Linked DNA regions of Macaca mulatta: region 1 is linked to region 2. The links are chromatin contacts, called in public Hi-C maps. All regions are on one chromosome and are shown on one strand. Each heading gives the region's core, a stretch centred on a gene start, on an enhancer-like site or on the middle of the called end of the contact. The rest is flanking DNA. Distances are from core to core; before and after follow the strand shown.

What was found. Hi-C and Micro-C count contacts between places; a contact is called where the count stands out from the background.
Region 1: a contact with region 2 is called in a Hi-C map of fetal cortex germinal zone, with 3 times the contacts expected there. The contact joins the promoter of C7H15orf39 here to the promoter of PPCDC in region 2. A contact is called at or near these places in 8 of 14 Hi-C or Micro-C datasets (CD4 T cells, blood, cortical neurons and 5 more).

The regions. Positions count from the first base shown.
Region 1 is chr7:53,171,430-53,176,361 of T2T-MMU8v2.0, reverse strand. C7H15orf39 (chromosome 7 C15orf39 homolog) reads right to left here and starts at 2,762. Exons shown (of 3, transcript XM_001102160.5): 1 at 2,585-2,762.
Region 2 is chr7:52,975,969-52,980,499 of T2T-MMU8v2.0, reverse strand. PPCDC (phosphopantothenoylcysteine decarboxylase) reads right to left here and starts at 3,148. Exons shown (of 3, transcript XM_077939966.1): 1 at 2,897-3,148. The coding sequence starts at 3,133. It also overlaps the pseudogene LOC144329996.

The sequences.
Region 1 (4,932 bases), core at 1,513-4,012, 200 kb before region 2:
AAAACACAAAAAAATTAGCCGGGCATGGTTGTGCATGCCTGTAGTCCCAGCTACACAGAAGGCTGAGGCAGGAGAATTGCGTGAACTCAGGAGGCAGAGGTTGCAGTGAGCCAAGATTGTGCTACTGTACTTCCAGCCTGGAAGTTCCCATCTCAAAAAAAAGGAGGGGAGGGGAGGGGAGTCCAGGGAGGGAGGCCCCAGGGGCCACAGAGTGCTACTTAGCCACTACTCCCATTGTATTGATGGAAAAACTACATGCTTCAGAAAGACTAAGCTCTAAGACAAGACCAAGGAAGGATGGGAACTGAGGTCCCTCGGGGCAGGAGGCACCCAGTAACCCATGAGGGGCTCATCTGAAGCCCTTCTGCTGGGGCCACACTGACTTGCCTCTACCTCCCCCAGCCAGCACCCTGCTCCTGGAAGCTCTCAGTGGCTTAGAAAGGACCACCCAGCTCAATCTTGCTATGACTAAGGCAAAGTGTCACAGGTTTCAGTGACACCGGCAAGCAAGGACCAGCCCTCTCCTTGCTTCTTCAAGTTGGAGCCAATGACAGCCACAGGCTGAGTTAGACCAGCACGTTTTGGGGCTAGGAAGGGCAAGCCTAGTGTGGGGCCAATGCCCACTCCCACACCAAGGCAGACTCAGAAAGCAAGGTGGTTCATCTGGACAGAACCCCACATCTCAGGCCAGCCTAGAGAAGACATGGAGGAGCCATTAGGACACAGGTGACAGTCCCAACAACAGTGTCCTATGATAGAAACCTGCTATCGAGGGGTGAAAGCCCCCATCTCACTCCACAGCAATGCTGTGAGAAGGAATTGTAGGGTTTTGGGGTATGGACCCTGCCCACCCTACCCTTGGGACACTCTGGGTTAAGTGTTGACTTCGGTCTCACCTCCCCCACACGCTCCTTGGGGTCTGCTGGGTCCCCACCCCCAACCCCAGGAGTCCCTCTCTCCTGGGCCTCAGCCCAAGGAATACCCTCTGCCCTGGAGACTTCTTGAGGCCCTTAACTGGGACCCAGCCAATAGACAGGAGACCACCTGGGACCCTCAAGAGTCTTCGTGGGAGGGGTGGTGGCTTCAGGGAGCCAACACAGAACTCTTAGGGACGTGGGAATGACCTTATCTCCTGCCAGGAGGAGGTGGAAAGCCCAGGATACACTCCCTCAAGGGAGACTCCTCCTCCACTCAAGACAGTTGCCAAAATGTAGGTGCCTCCTTCCCAGACCCATACTAAAGCAAGCAAGCTCTCGGACAGGGCAGGTGCCCAGGAAGCAGGCTCAGGTCATCTTTGAGAGGTAGCTCTGTTGATCCTCTGCCAAGCTCCAATGTCACTCAACCAGCACCCAGGCCAGGGTTCCAGAGAAGAGCCCACCACCGCAGCACTACCACTGCCTTACACAGTGGGAAAGGAAACAGCTCTCTGTTCCCACTTTCAGCTTCTAGGTGCCTAGGGATGGCCGATGGTAAACATCAGGATGAAGAGCGAGATTCCTGCCCAACTCTGGCCAGCATGTGGATTCTCCTGGAGGGCTGAATCGGGCCTCGCCGAATGTTCTCCCATCTCCCACCTTCCCTACCTGAGGCTCCGGACTCTCCAGACGCTACAATCCAACCTGGGGCAGCCCAAATTCTCCAGTGGAGGGGAAAGCGAAAGGGATCGGTCTCTATCCCCTTTGCCCTAGCCGCCCTGAGCATAACTCTGGTGCCTAGGGCCCACAGCCGACTTAGCTTTGAGGCTGCCGCCGCGCCCGACCTGGCGGGCTTCCGGGTGTCCCCAAGCCCCTCCCGGCAGCGCCGAGACGCACGTGCATCCAGCAGGCTGACACACAGGCCGCCGCCACGCATGCAAACCCGTGCCTGCACGTACGTGCATGGCCCACATCTGCACACACGCCATTCCAGAACTGCGCTCTCCCCTCGCTCTGGCCCCGGGCACACGTGTGCATGCAGGCAGGCCCGCGCACCCAGCCCCACACCGACGCCCGCAGACCGGCTGGAGATCCCGGAGCAGGGGCGGCCCGGCCGCAGGGTCCGGGCAGCCTCCGCCTCAGGGCGATCCCGCCAGCCTGGGCTGAGGCCAGACGGGTGAGTCAAGAGGTGGCGAAAAAACCGCAGGGCCGTCCCATCCCAGCAGGGCGCGTCCAGGGCCCCGCGGCGCCTCAGCGCCCGCCGCCCCCAGGCCCAGCCCTCCAGTGCCCCCTTGTCCCCTACCTCCCCCCAACGCCCTCCCCCGGCAATCCACTTGAGCAGGGCCCTGCGGGAGGCCCGAGGGCTCGGCCTGAGTTCCTTCTGGCCAGATTGGGCGCCTGGCCTCCGCCGGAGATCCAGGGCGCTAGCAGGCCCCGGGAGCCTCGAAGTCCAGGGAAAGTCGGAGCAGCGGCGCCACCCCTGCCCCGCAGCCCGGTCGCGGAGGGCCGGCGGCAGCCAGAAGCTGCAGCCCCTCGGCCCAGACGCGGCGCGCTCCGTCCCCAGGCCGGCCGGTAGGGGCGCCCTGGAGCAGCGCCATCCGCCCCTTCCCCACGCGCCGCCCGCAAACTCGGCCCAAGTTTCCGCGCCCGCCGAGCTGGCGAGCTCCTACCCGCAGAGCGCCAGGTCTCCCGCCGCCGCTACCCCAGGCCGCCTCCGCGTCCGCATCCTCCAGCGTCGCCCAGGCCGCGGGTCCTAGTACGGCCGGGCCCTGCGCGAGAAGTCGCGGTGAACAGCAAGCTCCGAGCAACCCTCCTCACTGCCGTTCGCGCCGCCGCCGGGCGCCGTCTGCGGTCCCGGGCGGGGCGGGCTGGGGGCGGGGCGGGGGCGGGGCGGCTCGCAGGGTGGGGGCAGAGCCCGGCCCCGCCTCTGGGAGCCTGCGCTCCTGTGTGCAGCGGGTGCCGGGGCCAGCGTGGGGCCAGCTTGCCGGGAGCGGGCCGCGGGCGCTGTGCACCGCCGGTACCCGCCACGCTCCACGAACCAGTGCCCGGCGGGCCGGTCACGCGCCTTCAGTCGCTCCGTTAGATCGTTCATTCACTGCCACTTTCTAGCGATGTGACCTTGCGCCTGCCACTTGACCTCGCTGAGCTTCAGTTTCCTTATTTGCAAAAGTGGAATTCTGTCTTCCTCATAGCGGTGGCGGTGTAAACTTGGAAAAGGGTGTTTGCAAATATCTGGCACACAGTAGGTGCCGGCATTCCCCTGTCCAGCACTAGTGTATTAGGGGGCTGGAGAAGGGCTTCTTGATCTGTCCCCTCATTTTGGTGTAGTCAATAAGGGCAATTTCCAGACTCCTGCTAGGGCAGGGCAACTGTCTGAGGAAGCGGCAATCTCCCCATCCCTGGAACGACCGGGAATGAGGGTGCTGGGGGATTTGCAAAGTAGCCTGGGCGAGGCTCCCTCCGTGAGGCAGACCTGCGCGCAGCCTACGAGGCGGGTGGAGGGAAGCACGCCCAGCCAGGAATGGTGTGTTGCAAAGAGAGGCTGGAGGGTGGGGAAGGGCTGCTTCTTCCTGGGCCATCTGACTGTGGATGAGAGCCCCTCAGTGCTACTTTATCTGAAAGAATCTGGTCCCACGAAGTTCCTGGGCTGCCTGAGGACTGGGAACAGGTGTGTGCAGTGGGGGAGGGGAGGGCAGGTGGACATGCCAAAGGCCAGAGTCAGTTCAGGAAGCAAAACTATCCCCTCAGATCCCAAAGGTAAGTTCTGCCTGAGTCAGAGCAGAACAGGCCTGAGGCTGCAGGTTCCAAGAATCACCAAGCAGCTGGAGCAGCTGGAGCTGAGGAGGAGGGCCTGGGGCTGCAGGTAGGAAGAGGAAGAGGAAGAGGAAGTGAGGTCACCTGGGGAGTGGGGGCAGGGGTGGGGGAAGAGTGTCACTTCATGTAGAGCTGGAAGAACCTTAGAAATAGAGTCTGGAACCATATAGGGAGGACACACTCAGAAAGGGTTGGAGGTCACAGGCTATTCCCTGCTCTTGCCCCTTACCAACTCTGCTCAGCCCTCCTCCTCCAGCACCGTGCCCGCGACCCTGTTCCTGCCCTGCTAGTGGGGTGGGAGGAGGGCTGTGTTCTTAGCCCCTGGGGTCTGGGAGTCTCACGTTGTGTGCTCAGATGTGCCCAGTGGTCTCTCCAATTTCCCTGAGTTGGAGTGGGACCAACCAGGCCAGGATGAGAAACTGTCTTGAGACACTAGGGGCTAGTTAAGATTTGCAGCACTGCTGAGCCTTGTGTTAATTCAGGGACACCTCACACAGACAGCAGCCCCACTCAACAGTATCTTGTCTGTTCCTTTTCCACATCACTTAAACACCCTGGACTGCCAAAGAAAGGACACAACACTGGGGGGACTTGGGAGCTACTTTGTAACTTTCTGAGCCTCAAATTTCCTCATTGCAAAAAGGGAGCAGAGAGAGACGTGCCTTAGCAACTGTGGTGTGGGCCAACATCAGTGTGGGAAATTGTTTGTAAACTCTAGGAAGCTCATAGAGTGTCCCCAGACTATGAGCTCCTGAAGACTCTGACCTTGCCCTTTTTCCTCTCTATACCAATGGTGGAGTGTGGAGCCTACAGAGAATGAAGGCAATCAATATAAGGTAACTGCCTTGGGAGCTCTACATGTTTTTATCAGCACTGTGGTCTTGCAGAGATGTGATATTCTAATGAGAAGGAATAGTGTGAATAAAAGCAGAGAAGGGAACCCTCTGTGCTTATATGGGCTTCCTGGGTGGAGTTAACACAGAAAAAGAAAGTAGTGTAGAAAAGGAGGTTTCTTCTCACCCTACCCCACCCCCATCACCACCAGGTCTGCCCAGGTTCCACATGGGACACACACACTCCTCTTCCACCCCGTCCCAGACACCGGTTACTTCTCCTGGCTCCCTGGGAATGCAAGGTAAAAGGTCAGCTCCTAAGCCTTGGCTCATTATGTTATGGTTATTAATAACAATGGCATTCCCTCTAA
Region 2 (4,531 bases), core at 1,899-4,398:
TAACCACAGGCTGGTTCCCTAGGGCAAGATCACCCAAAGTTTGATTTGCCAGTAATCTCAATGTTTGCTCCACTGCAGGGCAATGCTTGGTCAGAGTTGGAGAACTCAGTTTACTCCAGGGAGTGGGGAACCCTGTTAGCATCTGACAAGGTACAGAGGGCCTACCAGCCAGCTGCTTCCCAGAACACATCATTGGTAGATGATGGGAGCACGTTGTTTATTCTCCAGGGAAACCTACCTGCCAGATCTCAAACCCTGACCCTGTCCCACCCTAGCCAACTGGTGCTAGGATAGGTAGATTCCTGCAAAACCAGAAGCCAAATTTTATCTCTGAGGCCCCTGAACCTCATCCGCATCAAGCTGATCTCATTCCTAGGAAACAGGTTACAGAAAGCAATCAGTTAAATTTGGGGCAGGAATCTGTGTTAGTGACTTCAACTGCTTCCCCACAGCAGGCACTATAGTCCGAAATATAGTACTTAGCCTGCTTAGTAAAGCTGTGCTAAGGATCAAACCTACCTACCTTCCTAAAAAAGAGGGTGTGTGTGTGTATGTGTGTGTTTAATATACTTGAGGAATAGAAAGTGGATCATTTAACCAACATTTGGAGGCGAGGTCAAATCAGTTCAACCTGAGAATTCCAGGAAGGGTGACGGCTGGCAGGATTCCTTTGTTTGCTTGCAAAGAGGATCAAATTCCAAACCAGTAAGTCTATTACTCTAACCAGATCCTGTTGGAGTCACCTATTTGCACGGGAAGGGTAGCTGGAGACAGTACCTCACTTCCCCGGGCTCTGCTGAACTCACAGGAACTCCTGAGCAGCAAAAAGAGTTGGCAAGCAGGCAGATTATGGGGCTACAGGCTGTGATTACTGAGCCTCAAGATCCCAGGGCACCAAGCCAAGCAGGCAAGCCACAGCCAGAAAAATGGCAGCTTCTCTATCCTCTAGAAAGACAGGGACAGACAGCGCAAAGAGCCTCGGCTTGTGTGTTTAAGTCTCCTCTGATGAGTTTAATTCAGGGCAGAGTTTTAGGTTTCAGGGATACCTGCCAGTCCCTATATGGGCAAAGGTGGAGCTGGCACAGAACAGACTAAAGACGGGAGCAAGGAAAGCAAGGTCAGACAGGGTATACATTCAAGCTCAATACAGGAAGGATGAGAACTGAGCCTGAGACAAAGCAGAACCAAACAAGGGAAGTGGGTGGTGGGTAGGCAGGGATCCAAGATCCATTATGAGCCCGAATCCTTTAGCCTAACATCAAAGCCCCTCACTACCAGCCGCCCAGGGTTCTGCTCCAGCTTACACCTGTAATCCCAGCAATTTAAGAGGGCAAGGTGGGGGGACTGCTTGAGCCCAGGCAACATAGCAAGACCCCAGCTCTACAAAAAATTTACAAATTAGGTGTGGTGGCACATGCCTGTGGTCTCAACTACTTGGGAGGCTGAGGCAGGAGGATCACTTGAGCCTAGAAGGCTGCAGTGAGCCATGTTTTTGCCACTGCACTCCAGCCTGGGTGACAGAGACTGTTTCAAAATATGTTGATAATAATAAATTATTATTGTAATTTATATTGTATAATTTAATAATAAATTATTATTAAATTGTACCACAATAAAAAAGTGTGTAACTATTTACATAGCATTTACACTGTATCAGGTTTTATAAGTAATCTGGAGATGATTTAAATTATATGGTGGGGCGTGGTAGCTTGGGCCTGTAGTCCCAGCTACTTGGGAGGCTGAGGTGGGAGGATCATGTGAGCCCAGGGAGTTCGAGGTTGCAGTGAGCTATGATCACACCACTACACTCTAGCCTGAGCAACAGAGTAAGACGCTGACTCAAAAAAAAAAAAAAAAGAAAAAGAAAAAAGAGTATACGGGAAGGCTGATGTGGTGGCTCACATCAGTAATCCCAGCATTTTGAGAGGCCAAGGGAGGAGGATTGCTTGAGCCAGGAGTTTGAGACCAGCCTGAGCAACATGGTGAGACCCTGTCTCTACAAAAGTAAAATAAAATAAAAATTAGCCGGGTGTGGTGGCTTATGCCTGTGGTTCCAGATACACAGGGGACCGAGGCAAGAGAATCCCTTGAGCCCAAGAGGTCGAGGCTGCGGTGAGCTATGTTCCCACCACTGCACTCCAGCCTGGGTCACAGAATGAGAAAAAAAAGTATACAGCAATCCCCTGCGGATACTGAGGGATGAATGTATCTAACACACACACTCACACACGTGGGCTACTAGAAAGGCAGTGATTGCGTACTGCTACTTTCCAGCCACTGTGAGAGAGATGGAAACCCCTGGTCCAAGACACCCACCACTTCCCCAACCTGGGAACCTCTCCGGCTCACCATCTAGCACCTGCTTCCAAATACTTCAAGGACAGCAGGAAGTTCTTTTTCGACAAGATTTGGCCTAATTTTTAAACGGCATTCTGCACTTTTTGGCAGGCCTAGGGCTACTTCCAATATCCCATGGCTTTCCTTTTTTAATTTTACCAACTTTTAAAATACACTTTGTATTTTGGGCAGCCCGAGTAAACGCTAAGTGTGAGGAGCTGACACGGCCATCATTTAAACTAGATTAAACGACGCTGGACAAATAATCGCAGAGCAGCACAAAGTTGGGCTGGACGTGCACAGATGGAAACCCTCCACTCCGGGCTCTGGAGTCCCTCCTGCTCCAGGCGGCCCCACCCGTACAGCCGGGAAACGGAGGTCGCACACATGCACAGCCGTCTACCCACGCACAGTCGCAAGCAGAGCTTCATGGCCACAGAGGGGAAAGTGAGGACACACACAGACAGCCACGGACCCACGCTCGCAGACACAGCTCCCCGAACCTCTCCTCCCGCGCCGCCGCGAGAACCCAGCTTCCCGGCCCCGTTCCACTGCTCACCCGCGCCAGGCGCGTCTCGGGGTCGACCCCAAATATCGCGGTATTTCTGCCGCCCTCCCGCGGAATCTGACTGTCACGCCTCACGAGAGCACCGTGGGGGCTGTGTGTCGCGCAGCCTTCTGGGAGCTGTAGTCCACTTCTCTGTCTTCCAGGAGTTATAGTCCACTGGGGAAATCCTGGAGCAAACCCTGGCTTCCTGTTCTTTGTATTGCTGGGACTCTCGATAGGGGCTGGCATAACTGTCCGACCGCCTCTCCTCACTCCTATCAGCCCCATACACACTGCTCGTTGCTTGGAGCCTTTTTTTTTTTTTTTTTTTTTTTTTTTTTGCTGTTGTCCCAGGTTTATTGAATATATTACAGTATCCCGAAAAGATTCAAACAGCTCTACATGGCGTTTTGAAATTCATCCCCACTGTCGGCTGAGTGACCTGCAGGTTGGACAGACTGCCAAAGTCCAAAAACATCAGCATTTCCTTAATATCAGGATCTGTTAATACTTCAGTGATCTCCTGATCCAGGCCTGAGACCTCGGGAACATGATCACCTCTCCTTTCTCTCTTCTCCTCCTGCAACTTGATGGAGATACCTCTCACTGAGCCCTTCATATCACCTTCATCACATGCATGTTCTAGCCTGCTATCTTGTTGGGGAGCTTTTTTTTTTTTTCCTTTTTGAGACAGGGACTGGCTCTGTCACCCAGACTGGAGTGCAGTGGTGCTATCTCCGCTCACTGTAACCTCCACCTTTCGGGCTCAAGCCATCCTCCTATCTCAGCCTATTGAGTAGCCGGGACTACAGGAGTGCACCATCATGCCAGACTAGTGTTTGTATTTTTTGTAGAGACGGGTTCTCACTCTATTGCCAAGGCTGGTCTCAAACTTCTAGGCTCAAGCAATCTGCCCACCTTGGCCTCCCAAAATGCTGGGATTACAGGAGTAAGCCACCGCACCCAGGCCTGGGGAGCTTTTTGCTGGAAATAATGGTGATCTCCTTTCACATGTGCTTGTTTGTGTGGAAGTTGCTGCCCGGGTGCGTGTAGTACTTTTTTATGACGGAATATAGAAAAGGGCCATCTTCACGGTGTTAGTGTGAATGGGGCCCATGTTGGCAGGTCCTTAGTAAAAGAGGGCTCGGGGCACTTAATGCTGAATATTTACCAAGGTTCTTCTATTTTAGGTGCACAGGATACACACAGGATACAGGATAAATCAGATGCGTCCCTGTTCTTGACACAAACAGGGACACAGAAAATGACAGGGTAAGATCCTCCATGAGGAAGCAACACCTCCAGGCAGGAAAGCCTTCTTGAAGGAGTGACTTGAGATGAATCTTGAAGGACAGCCAGGAGCTTAGATACAGGATCCCAACAGCAATCCAGGTGGAGGGCATCGAATGGGCAAAGGGAAGGCAGCAGGAGAATGCACATTGGGCATGCTTCCCTGCCCCTTTCATTTTTTAGCCTTCACAGGCCCCAGAAACCTCTGTATTCATTGAGGTGGCTAAAGCAGCTGTGGGTTCCCTGCCCTGAGCTGAGGTGGGGCCTCTGCTCTACCCCTGCCCTTGGCTGCAATGGACCATCTGGGCCAAACCATCCCTTACCCAGGGATCCAGCCTGCTTTTTTTTTTTTTTTTT